Regions from separate parts of the Mus musculus genome. Here region 1 is linked to region 2. The links are chromatin contacts, called in public Hi-C maps. All regions are on one chromosome and are shown on one strand. Each heading gives the region's core, a stretch centred on a gene start, on an enhancer-like site or on the middle of the called end of the contact. The rest is flanking DNA. Distances are from core to core; before and after follow the strand shown. Region 1 has its middle 16 kb from the start of Gm23507. Region 2 holds the start of 4930556N13Rik (RIKEN cDNA 4930556N13 gene).

Evidence for each region. Hi-C and Micro-C count contacts between places; a contact is called where the count stands out from the background.
Region 1: a Hi-C map of 8-cell embryo shows a contact between it and region 2, with 2.0 times the contacts expected there. The contact joins the enhancer-like site here to the promoter of 4930556N13Rik in region 2. A contact is called at or near these places in 3 of 484 Hi-C or Micro-C datasets (8-cell embryo, brown adipocytes and liver), 2 of 115 datasets of contacts at active chromatin or transcription factors (both in embryonic stem cells) and 3 of 9 other capture datasets (adipose tissue, liver and pancreatic islet).

What each region holds. Positions count from the first base shown.
Region 1 is chr11:88,886,162-88,891,473 of GRCm38.p6, reverse strand. No RefSeq gene overlaps it. Among named protein-coding and RNA genes, the nearest start is that of Gm23507, 16 kb to the left of the region's middle. Within about 2 kb of position 3,018, at least 5 of the 459 cell types and tissues checked have an H3K27ac peak or open chromatin away from gene starts, as enhancers often do. A contact at or near this core is called in 8-cell embryo, where this site is marked.
Region 2 is chr11:88,848,434-88,853,867 of GRCm38.p6, reverse strand. It overlaps 4930556N13Rik (RIKEN cDNA 4930556N13 gene), which reads right to left and starts at 2,264. Exons shown (of 5, transcript NR_126433.1): 1 at 2,032-2,264; 2 at 1,585-1,666. The region is part of intron 1 of Akap1 (A kinase (PRKA) anchor protein 1); the gene reads left to right.

The DNA.
Region 1 (5,312 bases), core at 1,769-4,268, 37 kb before region 2:
CTATGGGCGGCATAGCTGCAGGAGTAGGAACAGGGACTACAGCCCTGGTGGCCACCAAACAATTCGAGCAGCTCCAGGCAGCCATACATACAGACCTTGGGGCCTTAGAAAAATCAGTCAGTGCCCTAGAAAAGTCTCTGACCTCGTTGTCTGAGGTGGTCCTACAGAACCGGAGAGGATTAGATCTGCTGTTCCTAAAAGAAGGAGGATTATGTGCTGCCCTAAAAGAAGAATGCTGTTTCTACGCGGACCACACTGGCGTAGTGAGAGATAGCATGGCAAAGCTGAGAGAAAGGTTAAACCAGAGACAAAAATTGTTCGAATCAGGACAAGGGTGGTTCGAGGGACTGTTTAACAGGTCCCCATGGTTCACGACCTTGATATCCACCATTATGGGCCCCTTGATAATACTTTTATTAATCCTACTCTTCGGACCCTGTATTCTCAACCGCTTGGTCCAGTTTGTAAAAGACAGAATTTCGGTGGTGCAGGCCCTGGTTCTGACCCAACAGTATCACCAACTCAAATCAATAGATCCAGAAGAAGTGGAATCACGTGAATAAAAGATTTTATTCAGTTTCCAGAAAGAGGGGGGAATGAAAGACCCCATCATAAGGCTTAGCAAGCTAGCTGCAGTAACGCCATTTTGCAAGGCATGAAAAAGTACCAGAGCTGAGTTCTCAAAAGCTACAAGAAAGTTCAGTAAAAGATTAACAGTTAAAGATTAAGGCTGAATAATACTGGGACAGGGGCCAAATATCGGTGGTCAAGCACCTGGGCCCCGGCTCAGGGCCAAGAACAGATGGCTCTCAGACGTCAGTGTTAGCAGAACTAGCTTCACTGATTTAGAAAAATAGAGGTGCACAGTGCTCTGGCCACTCCTTGAACCTGTGTGTCTGTCAACGTTCTGACCAGGTGTGTGCCCATTGTTGAACCTTCATTAGACCCTTTCCTCGTACCCCTCCCATACCCATTTCTTGAGAATAGACATTGTTTAGAACTAAAAAGTCCCACCTCAGTTTCCCCAAATGACCGGGAAATACCCCAAGCCTTATTCGAACTAACCAACCAGCTCGCTTCTCGCTTCTGTAACCGCGCTTTTTGCTCCCCAGCCCCAGCCCTATAAAAAGGGTAAAAACTCCACACTCGGCGCGCCAGTCCTCCGATAGACTGAGTCGCCCGGGTACCCGTATTCCCAATAAAGCCTCTTGCTGCTTGCATCCGAATCGTGGTCTCGCTGGTCCTTGAGAGGGTCTCCTCAAATTGATTGACTTCCCACGTCGGGGGTCTTTCAGGAGGAGGCTACATAGGGAAACCCTGTCTCAGGAAAACACGGCAACAATCATGAAAAGAATACAGTATTCTTTACTGCAGTCATCATGATGCCCTTCACCCCACAACTGGCTCATTCTATAACTGCAGCTCTGTACTCCTGGACCAGGGTCTCCCTAGTTCCTCCATGCCAGACTCCAGAAAACAGCCACTCACTTCTTGCATCTGTGACTATGACTTTTTTAGCTTCCACAAAAGAATGGAATTTGTGACTTCCCAACATCAAGACCTTTTAATTTTATTTATTTAAGCTATAATGGGAGCTAAGTCCAGAGCTTATATACCCAGCCAACACTTTTTTTTTTTACATATAAAGATTTTTTTGTTTGGTTGGTTTTTTTGTTTGTTTGTTTGTTTTGTTTTTCGAGACAGGGTTTCTCTGTGTAGCCCTGGCTGTCCTGGAACTCACTCTGTAGACCAGGCTGGCCTCGAACTCAGAAATCCACCTGCCTCTGCTTCCCAAGTGCTGGGATTAAAGGTGTGCGCCACCACGCCTGGCCACATATAAAGATGTTTATATTTGATGTGTATTTTGCCTGCATGTATTACCGGTATTACCGTGCACTACGTGCATGTTGGTCCATGAGAAGGTAAGAAGAAGGCATTAGCCAGGTGGGGTGGCGCACGCCTTTAATCCCAGCACTTGGAAGGCAGAGGCAGGTGAATTTCTGAGTTCGAGGCCAGCCTGATCTACAAAGTGAGTTCCAGGACAGCCAGGGCTACACAGAGAAACCCTGTCTCAAAAAAACAAAAACAAAACAAACAAACAAACAAAAAAAGAGCAAAGAAGTAAGCATCAGATTGCCTTGGAACTGGGAGTACAGAGGTTTGTGAACCACCAGGTGGGTACTGCAAACCAAACCAGGGTCCTCTGCGAGAGCAGTAAGTGCTCTTAATCACTGAGCCAGCTGTCTCTCCAGCCCCACCCTACCTTGCCCCAGTTTTTCTACAGTCCAGACTGGCCTTGAGCTATGAACAACCCTTGACAAAGATGACCTTGAACTTCTGTGGCTTCTATTTCCCACATACTATAATTACAGGAAGGCAACACCACCTTGGATTTTCTATGGTGCTGGATAGAGAAGCCAGAACTTGACTCACACCAGCCGAATGCTCTGAATACCTGAGCTACATCTCCAGCCCAGCACTTAGTTTTTGAACAACCACGTGTATCTTACTTAGGGTTTCTATTGCCGTGACAAAATACCAAGACCAAAAGCAAGTTGGGGAGGAAAGGGGTTTATTTGACTTACATTTCCATATCATAGTCCGTCACTGAAGAAAGTCAGGACAGGAACACAAGCAGGGCAGGAACCTGAAAGCAGAAGCTGATGCAGAGGCTATGGAGGGTGCTGTCTACTGGCTTGCTCCCCATGGCTTGCTCAGCCTGCTTTCATATAAAACTCAGGACACCAGCCCAGGGATGGCACCACCCACCATGAGCTGGGCCCTCCTGCATTGATCACTAATAGAGAAAAATGTCTTCCAGCTGGATCTCATGGAGGCATTTTCTCAACTGAGGCTCCTTGCCCTCTGGTGACCTTAACTTGTGTCAAGTTGACTCACAAATCCGTCCAGTGCAACATGATCACTCACAGCCATCCATAGACACTCAATTGGACCTCAGTAAGTTTAAGGCCAGCATGGTCTCCATAGTAAGTTCCAGGTCAGCCAGTGTTACCTAGGGAGACCCTGTCTCAAAAACAACGAAAAGCAACAAAACAAAAACCTGTATTGTGAGTTGAACATTTTCGCATTGTGTGATTTCTATGAAAAAAATAGGACTTTTTCTTTGTTTTGTATAAATACTGAGATGTCATCGACAGCAAAAAATCATGGATCCATAACAGTGTTCGCTAATAATTATTCTATGAAAATATCATAAGAATGTCATTGATAGCTAGGTGGTGGTGGCATACGCCTTTAATCCCAGCACCCAGGAGGCAGAGACAGGCAGATCTCTGAGTTCCAGGCTAGCCTGGTCTACAGAGTGAGTTTTAGGACAGCCACGGGTGTTATATATAGAAACTCTGTCTTGAAAAAAAAATTGGTTTTGTTCAGTACTATTTTATTTTGTTGCCTATTCTGTCTTTTACTAGTCTGACCTGCTGCCTGCTACACTAAGAAGCCACCAACACTCTAGTTTTTTTCTAAAAAATTAATTTCACAGGCTTGGGAAGTGACTCTATGGCTTGCTTCCACACACTTAAGGACCCGAGGTCAAATCAACTCTCAAGTAAAACGCTGGGTGTGTCCACCCCCAGACTAATACACCAGGGGGTGGCCACACCCACCCTCCGTGGTAGAGGTGAAACTATGAGGACCACTTATGAGCATCACTGGGGCTTTCTGGCTGTCAGCCTAGATCCAGGTGTCGTGAGAGACCTTGCCTCTCGGGATAAAGGCTGAAGACCACAGCACAAGTCATCTAAGGTCCTCTGCCTTCCACAGGAGAGAAGACAGAGCTCCACATACCACACCTGTAAAGCTGATAAAAATATTAACTATGAAAGTTGCACAAGTGTTGTTTGTATGCAAATGATGTTTTCCTTACAATACAGATATAGGCCATGCCAGCAGGAAAGCATGCTTGCCTTGCAAATGTGCAACCGGATTGCTCGGCACGGCACCGGGGTGGAACATGAGAACCAGCCTCCAAATTTATCCTCTGTCTTCAGTGGTGTGACAGGCGCCACCCTGAAATAATAATGAATCGTTAAAAAAAAAAGTTTTAAAATAAAGCCATCAGCCTTTCTGGATACACACTTTCCCTCGGTCAAGGCCAGTCCTGAAACCTGGTTGTAAAACTCTCATTCTGGTAACAAAATGCATATCTTACTCTCAGGATATGCAAGCATAAAAGCTATTTTTTAAAAAATAATTTCTTTCTCCTCCCAAATCAATGTCAGTGTAATATTAAATACTAAATTTTCTGCCATGTTGATGCAATGGAAAACTGCAACCGTTAATTTCAATTGTTTCATGGGTTTTGTTTTGTTTTTGTTTTTTTTTTGAGAGAGAGAGAAATGCATTTATTCTGTCAGAAGGCTATGATAACCATTTATCAGGCTCACGATCTAGTAAGCTTCGTAACCTCAATTTTCACATTTAACTGCTTCTCTTATTAATGTGATTTCCCTCATACGCTATTGGACAGGTCAGGGCTGCACTTGGCTTTCTGGGTCATGAATCTCTTATGAATATTTCCTTTTATTGTCCTCAATGTTTTGTTCAATATTTACGCCCCCATTGTAGTGAAGAGTGTAGGATTCCACCTAGGTTCCATCTGAGCTTTTCTCTGTATTTTTTCAAGGATTTATTTATCTATTTTATGTCTGTGAGCACACTGTAGCTGTCTTCAGACACACCAGAAGAGGGCATCGGATCCCATTACAGATGGTTGTGAGCCACCATGTGGTTGCTGGGATTTGAACTCAGGACCTTCGGAAGAGCAGTCAGTGCTCCTAACCACTGAGCCATCTCTCCAGCCCAGCATTGATGTTTTTATTAGACCTTACAATTTCATTGTGGTTCCAAGAGCCAGGGAGAGGTGGGGGTGGGGGTGGGAGGCCTGGGGGTGGGGAGGTAGAAAAAGGACAGTTCCTTGGGGCTACAGGTGTGTGGGATGAATAACTTCTAATGTTCTATGACACAGTGGGGTAGATAGGGCTGACACAACTAAGCATTTCAAACTAGCTGGGACAAAGGAATGATAAATGTCTTGAGTGGTGAGTATGTTATCTACTGATTTGGTCAGTACACATGGTACACACACAGTGACATGTCACACTGAATCCATAGACTCTCCCACTTACAATATACCAATTAACAGTAAAAATCGGGGCCAGCTTCGGTGGCACATTCGAGTAATCCCAGAACTCAGGAGGCAGAGGCAGGTGGATTTCTGTGAGTTTCAGGCTTGTCTGGTCTATATATCAAATTTCAAGACAGCCAGACCTTGTCTCAAAAATCAAGAGGTT
Region 2 (5,434 bases), core at 1,015-3,514:
ACAACAGCCGAACAGCAGTATGACTTCTTCTAAACTGATCCGGCTACCTCCCAGCCAAAATCCCAGAGATATTTGCATTTTAGTACTGATCTGACTCTCTGGGCTCCAGGTCTTTTCTCATGATGCCTCCTGGACTCTCCCCCCCCTCCCCTCTGGGAGAAAGAGATCAGCCCTATTGGCTCAGTCATTGGCTGATCAGCTAGCTTTATTGACTATTCAGAGAATAATTGGGGAGCAATGTTAACACAATATTGAAGCAGGAGATTCTTAGAATAAAAATTGCTACCAGATATGGGGGCCCGGAAGTCAGCACTTGAGTAACACAAGGATACTCTTTACACAACACACAATAACAACATGCCTACAGAGACTCCCCTCCTTTCTAGATTCACTCCATTGTCTTGGGAGAACATGTCCTCCAGTACCTTGCTGCGAGTGTGTGCGTGCAGAGGTGAGTAGCTATCAAGCATGCTGATATGTGCAGGAGAGCAGGTCCCTTTGAGAGTGCGCATTAGGGGATATGTGACTGAACACAGGACTATTCAGCAAGGACAACCAAGCCAGGAGGTTCCTTCTCCCAAGCTAACAGAAGGCTTTACCTTTTGGAAGTTGTGAAGGAGACGACACCTGGATTTGAACCCCCAGGTGGTGGAGACAGTGGTCACTGAGTGTAGCCCAAGTATGCTTGGCTCTTCAGCACACAGTCTAAAGGCCTCTTATCCTTGCACAAGGAACTGGAGCATCCATGTTTGGGGAAATGGTACTCTGTTTTCTGCTCATTCCTCCAACCACCAGACATTTTTTTTTTTTTTTTCCTCTGCCCCTTGGACCAGTCCTTGGCAGCGTGGGCAGCAGAGCAGCTCACTAGGGAAGAGGTCACGGGTATTCACCTCCAAAAATGTTGTGGAAGGTTCAGAGCTTCTCACTCATTTCTGCCCTACCCTGCCTGGTACTTGGACTTGTCAATACATATTTATTGAATAGAGTTTTTCTCTTCTGCCTTTGTGATTTCTCCGTTGCTGGCATCGTTAGCCACACATCAATATCTTTCCTTACTTACCTCTTGTGAAGCCACATACCATTTGGTTTTTATTTGCTTGGTCTTGAGACAGGGCCTCTAACTCGTGATCCTCCTGTCTTTTAAGCAAGCCTGTTGTCAGATCACTGCTCATATCTTTGGAGCAGGCCTGTGTGGTACCTTCTGTGGTGAGGTGAGAACTCCATGTACCCAGGAGTGCATTCCTGAATCTGCTTTGTAATCACCCCCTAGAGCCTGACAGAATTCTCTCGTAAAAACCAGGCAATAATAAAGAGACCAAGATGGGGGCCAGGAGGGACTGGACACAGCCTTCAAACTTTTCAAAAACCACACCCCTGTGCAAAGGCATGGTGGTGCATACCTTTGATCCTAGCATTAGAGAGGCAGAGGTGGATGTCTGAGTTCCAGGACAGCCTGGTCTATAGGACAGCTAGGGCTACACAGAGAAACATTGTCTTGAAAAAAAATACTAAAAAACAACAATAACAATAAATGGTTGTGCTTAAAACAAACAAACAAACAAAACCCCCAAACCACACCCCTACCTGAGATGAAGTAACTGGGGAGACCACTGTAGGAGAGTTTGCTTTCTCACATCACTAGAAAGGACTGAGGCGCTGGACCTGTCTGCAAGGAGAGGTGGACACTCTGTTCCTGATTGGTTGGTTGGTTCCTTTGTGTTACCAAGGTTTTTTAAATTTTATGTGTGTAGGTATTTTATCTGCATGTGTGTATGTGCACCACGTGGATACAGTGCCTTCAGGAGGCAGAAGAGGGCATCAGAGCCTCTGGGACTCCAGTCTAAGAAGGTTTTGAGCCACGGTGTGGGTAGTGAGAATTGAACCCAGGTCCTATGTAAGGGCAGCCAGTGCTCTCAACAGCTAAGCCCTTTTAACCAGATTCTTTAAGCTGGAAGTTAGTTAACTACTGATTGGGCTGGCAAGGAAGATCCCATGCTTAGAATGGGAGTTTTAGTTTCCAGCTCGTCTTACCTGGGCCTCTCAGTTCTAGACCTTAGCTTTCCTTTTTGGCCAGAGAAGTTTCACCAAGTGGGTCTTGAGCTTCTGCCCTCCTGCTGTGGAGCAGGCTGAGAAAGTGTTCCAGGGTGTTGGTTGGGGAGATGGCTCATCTGTACCTGTGCAAGGAGTTAGTTACCCTAGGGTGAATCTGTCTGTCTTGTCTGCCAGTCTACATACCTGCACTGGCTGGCTTGCTGCCCTGTAAGGCCATCACAATAGAGGTGTAGGGCTAACCTTGGGCGGGCCAGCCAGCCCATTATGAGCTAACACGGAATCCTGATGGTGCTCGCATGAGTCAGCTTGCTCAGACCCCCAGGGATGAAGGGAACACCCGGGCTAGGCTAAGACCAGCGGGCCTGAGGCATGGCTCCATCTCTGTGACCCTGGGCCTCAGCCATGCTGCCGCGGGAGAGTGGCCCAGGCTCACCATCACCCCCAGAACTGCACTCTGCCAGCAAGGTTGGTGCTAGGCAGGACCTCTCATGTCCTGGGATTTTCTGGGGAAACCTTCTAGTACTTGCTGTCACCCAAGCTGTCGCCACCAGCGTGTGGATATTTAAACTGACTTTACATAAGACTAGACATTGAGGTTTTTCAGTCGCATTTGTCATACTTCAGTGCTCAGTAACCTCCTATGGCTAAGTGCCTGACTGCCAGTGTTGGCCAGAAATCACATGGGGATCGCCGCAGTCAGCCGTTACCTCTGGTGATCTGCCCCACTTGACGAGACTGCCAGGCCTTCTCGCCAGTTCTTTAGGTCAGCTCCTAGGACACCTTCAGGCTCTGCCCAGGGACTTTGCTCCCCTCTCCTACCCTTAAAAACATCAGAACCATAAAAAGGTCACCTCTCCCCTGTATCTGTAGCAGCCTATAGAAATCCTTGCCTTAAAGATTAGCTTATTTTTATTTTATGTGTATGAGATGAGCTTTTGCCTGAATATATATGTATGAGCACTGCATGTGTGCCTGGTACCTAGGCAGGCCAGAAAGGGGGGGGGTCATCTCCTGGAACTGATGGCTATACACTTCCTTATGTGTCCTGGGAAATGAACCCATGTCCTCTGGAAGAGCAGAAGTACCCTTCACTACTGAGCCATCTCTCCAGTCCTTTTTTTTTTTTTTTTTTTTTTTTTTTTTTTTTTGGTTTTTCCAGACAGGGTTTCTCTGTGCAGCCCTGGCTGTCCTGGAACTCACTCTGTAGACCAGGCTGGCCTCGAACTCAGAAATTCACCTGCCTCTGCCTCCCGAGTGCTGGGATTAAAGGCGTGTGCCACCACGCCCGGCTCATCTATCCAGTCCTAATCCAGATCTTTGAAAAAGTTTTTCTGGGCTCCACCGAGACTTGTGTAGGTGTGTGTGTGTGTGTGTGTGTGTGTGAGAGAGAGAGAGAGAGAGAGAGAGAGAGAGAGAGAGAGAGAGAGAGAGAGAGAGAGAGAGAGAGAGAGAGAGAGTGAGAGTGTCTCCGAGATAGTCTTCTGGTAGATCATCTGCTCCTTAGGAGCAGCAGAGCTGAGAGCTCAGAAACCGCTGTGGACAGAAACTAGAGGCTCTTTCTCTCGCTGCCAGGCAGGGAACCACAATTGTATGTTCTTCTTTCCTTAACTCACACGCCAAGGAACTTCCTATGGAGGCCAGCAAGGCTGCATCTGTTCTCCACACAGAAGTACAGGAGAGCCTGCAGGACTGCTGGGCTTGGCTCTGATCGCCTGCCCAGGGGAAGACCCTTGAAGGGAAGGCACATTTATCAAGAGCGAGCTGTGCTTTGCTCTGGAGGTGGAGTGGCTGGGGCACACACTCCCCCAGTGGTCATACCTGGGATAATGGGGGAATGTTCTAGTTCTGACAGAGAGGGTGTGTGAACAGCTGTCCAGAACACATCCTCCCCCTATCAGGGCCAAGCCTAGAGTGGACTTGGGCTCTTGGCCTCTAAGCTGTTGTTTTTATGATTGACTTTCCTGTCAATTACATGCAGCCCTTTTTCCCAGTAACTGCAGCCAAAACTGATTTAGTCACTAGGACCAACACTGTTTTGTGCCATCCCGGGGATTATTTTCTTGTTTAGAAGGCTCTAGACTTGGGTTACAGGTTTGTCAGCTGGTTGGGGAGTTGAGGCCATTACTTCTCCAGAGGGCCTTCTGAGAAGCCACAGGTACTTGTAGAAAGAGAAGGGATCCTTCTAGAACCTGGAGTGAACAGATGCATGCAAAGGGCTGCCTGATGTAGCACGTGCCTGCTTTCTGCTCTGTGTGACCGCTTGGCTGCCAGCCAGTGTGCATCTATTCCTGGGCAAACGGACCTGCTAAAAATACGCAGGCAGGAGTTTAATTCCAGCAGATTCAAAATAGCTGAGTGTCCTCCTCACCAGCCTGGGGCAGGGCTCCGAAGTATCCTTGTGTGGGGTTTTCCCCGATTGCAGGCAGCCTGCTTCTGGGGACCAGAAACTGGTCTCGGAAGAGTTTCTGGTTAGCATGTGGGTATAGAGTGCTGGGGCCTTTGGGACCTGTAGTGTTCGGTCCACTCACAACTTGGGAAGTTCAAGTTTAAAAACCAAGTGTTTAGGACAAAGAGCAACTAGCTAGCTTTGCCGGGGAGCAAAGGTAGTGGGAAGCCCTTGTGAGGATGAAGGGTGTGTGTATGTATGTATGTGTGTGTGTGTGTGCAGGTTCGGACACAGCAGGTTGGTGCATCATTTCCCACCTCTACTGACCTGTCAGACCATTTAAGTCTGGGGTGGGGTTGCTGACATGAGACTGCCTGGGGTGAGGAAGAAGTGGGCTATTTGTTTCCTGGATGGTAGGAAGTAGAGTGGGGTGGAGAGGCATCAGGTGCCTCGGAGAGCCCCCGTGGGTGCCCCTTGGCACCGGATCCCTTAAGATGATGACACTCCTAGGCCTGGTGCATTGCATTCAAATCCTTTGTGTTCCCTGTAGCTGCTGGTCCGGGGCTGCCCTCTGGGGAGAGAATAGCTGCTGCCTCTAATCTCACCCATTGTCTTGGAAGCAGGGGACAAACAAATCCTGCCCTCTACAGGGCTGTTGGGGAACTCCCTCACTCAGACCTTGGCTTTGTCTGGAAACAGTCCTGGAAAGAGGGGCTTTGTCCTGAGCCGCCTCAGTAGTGGGTCTTTAGACCCAGCTCAGATTGGGCTGTGGAGCAGTGGGCACTGAGTCTCTTCTAGGTTCCTTGTGTTGGCTGGTCCCAGGTTAGCAGTGTTCATCACCCCCTAGGAGGCTGATTGGCACAAGACAGGAAGTCTGTCTGGGAAATGTCACTACCACTGTTTCCTTCTTCAACTGACGAAGCCTCTACAACAGACTGATTTGCACTGAGTAGGGGTGAGACTTGGAGTCCCAGTCTCTGGGGAACAAATTAACAG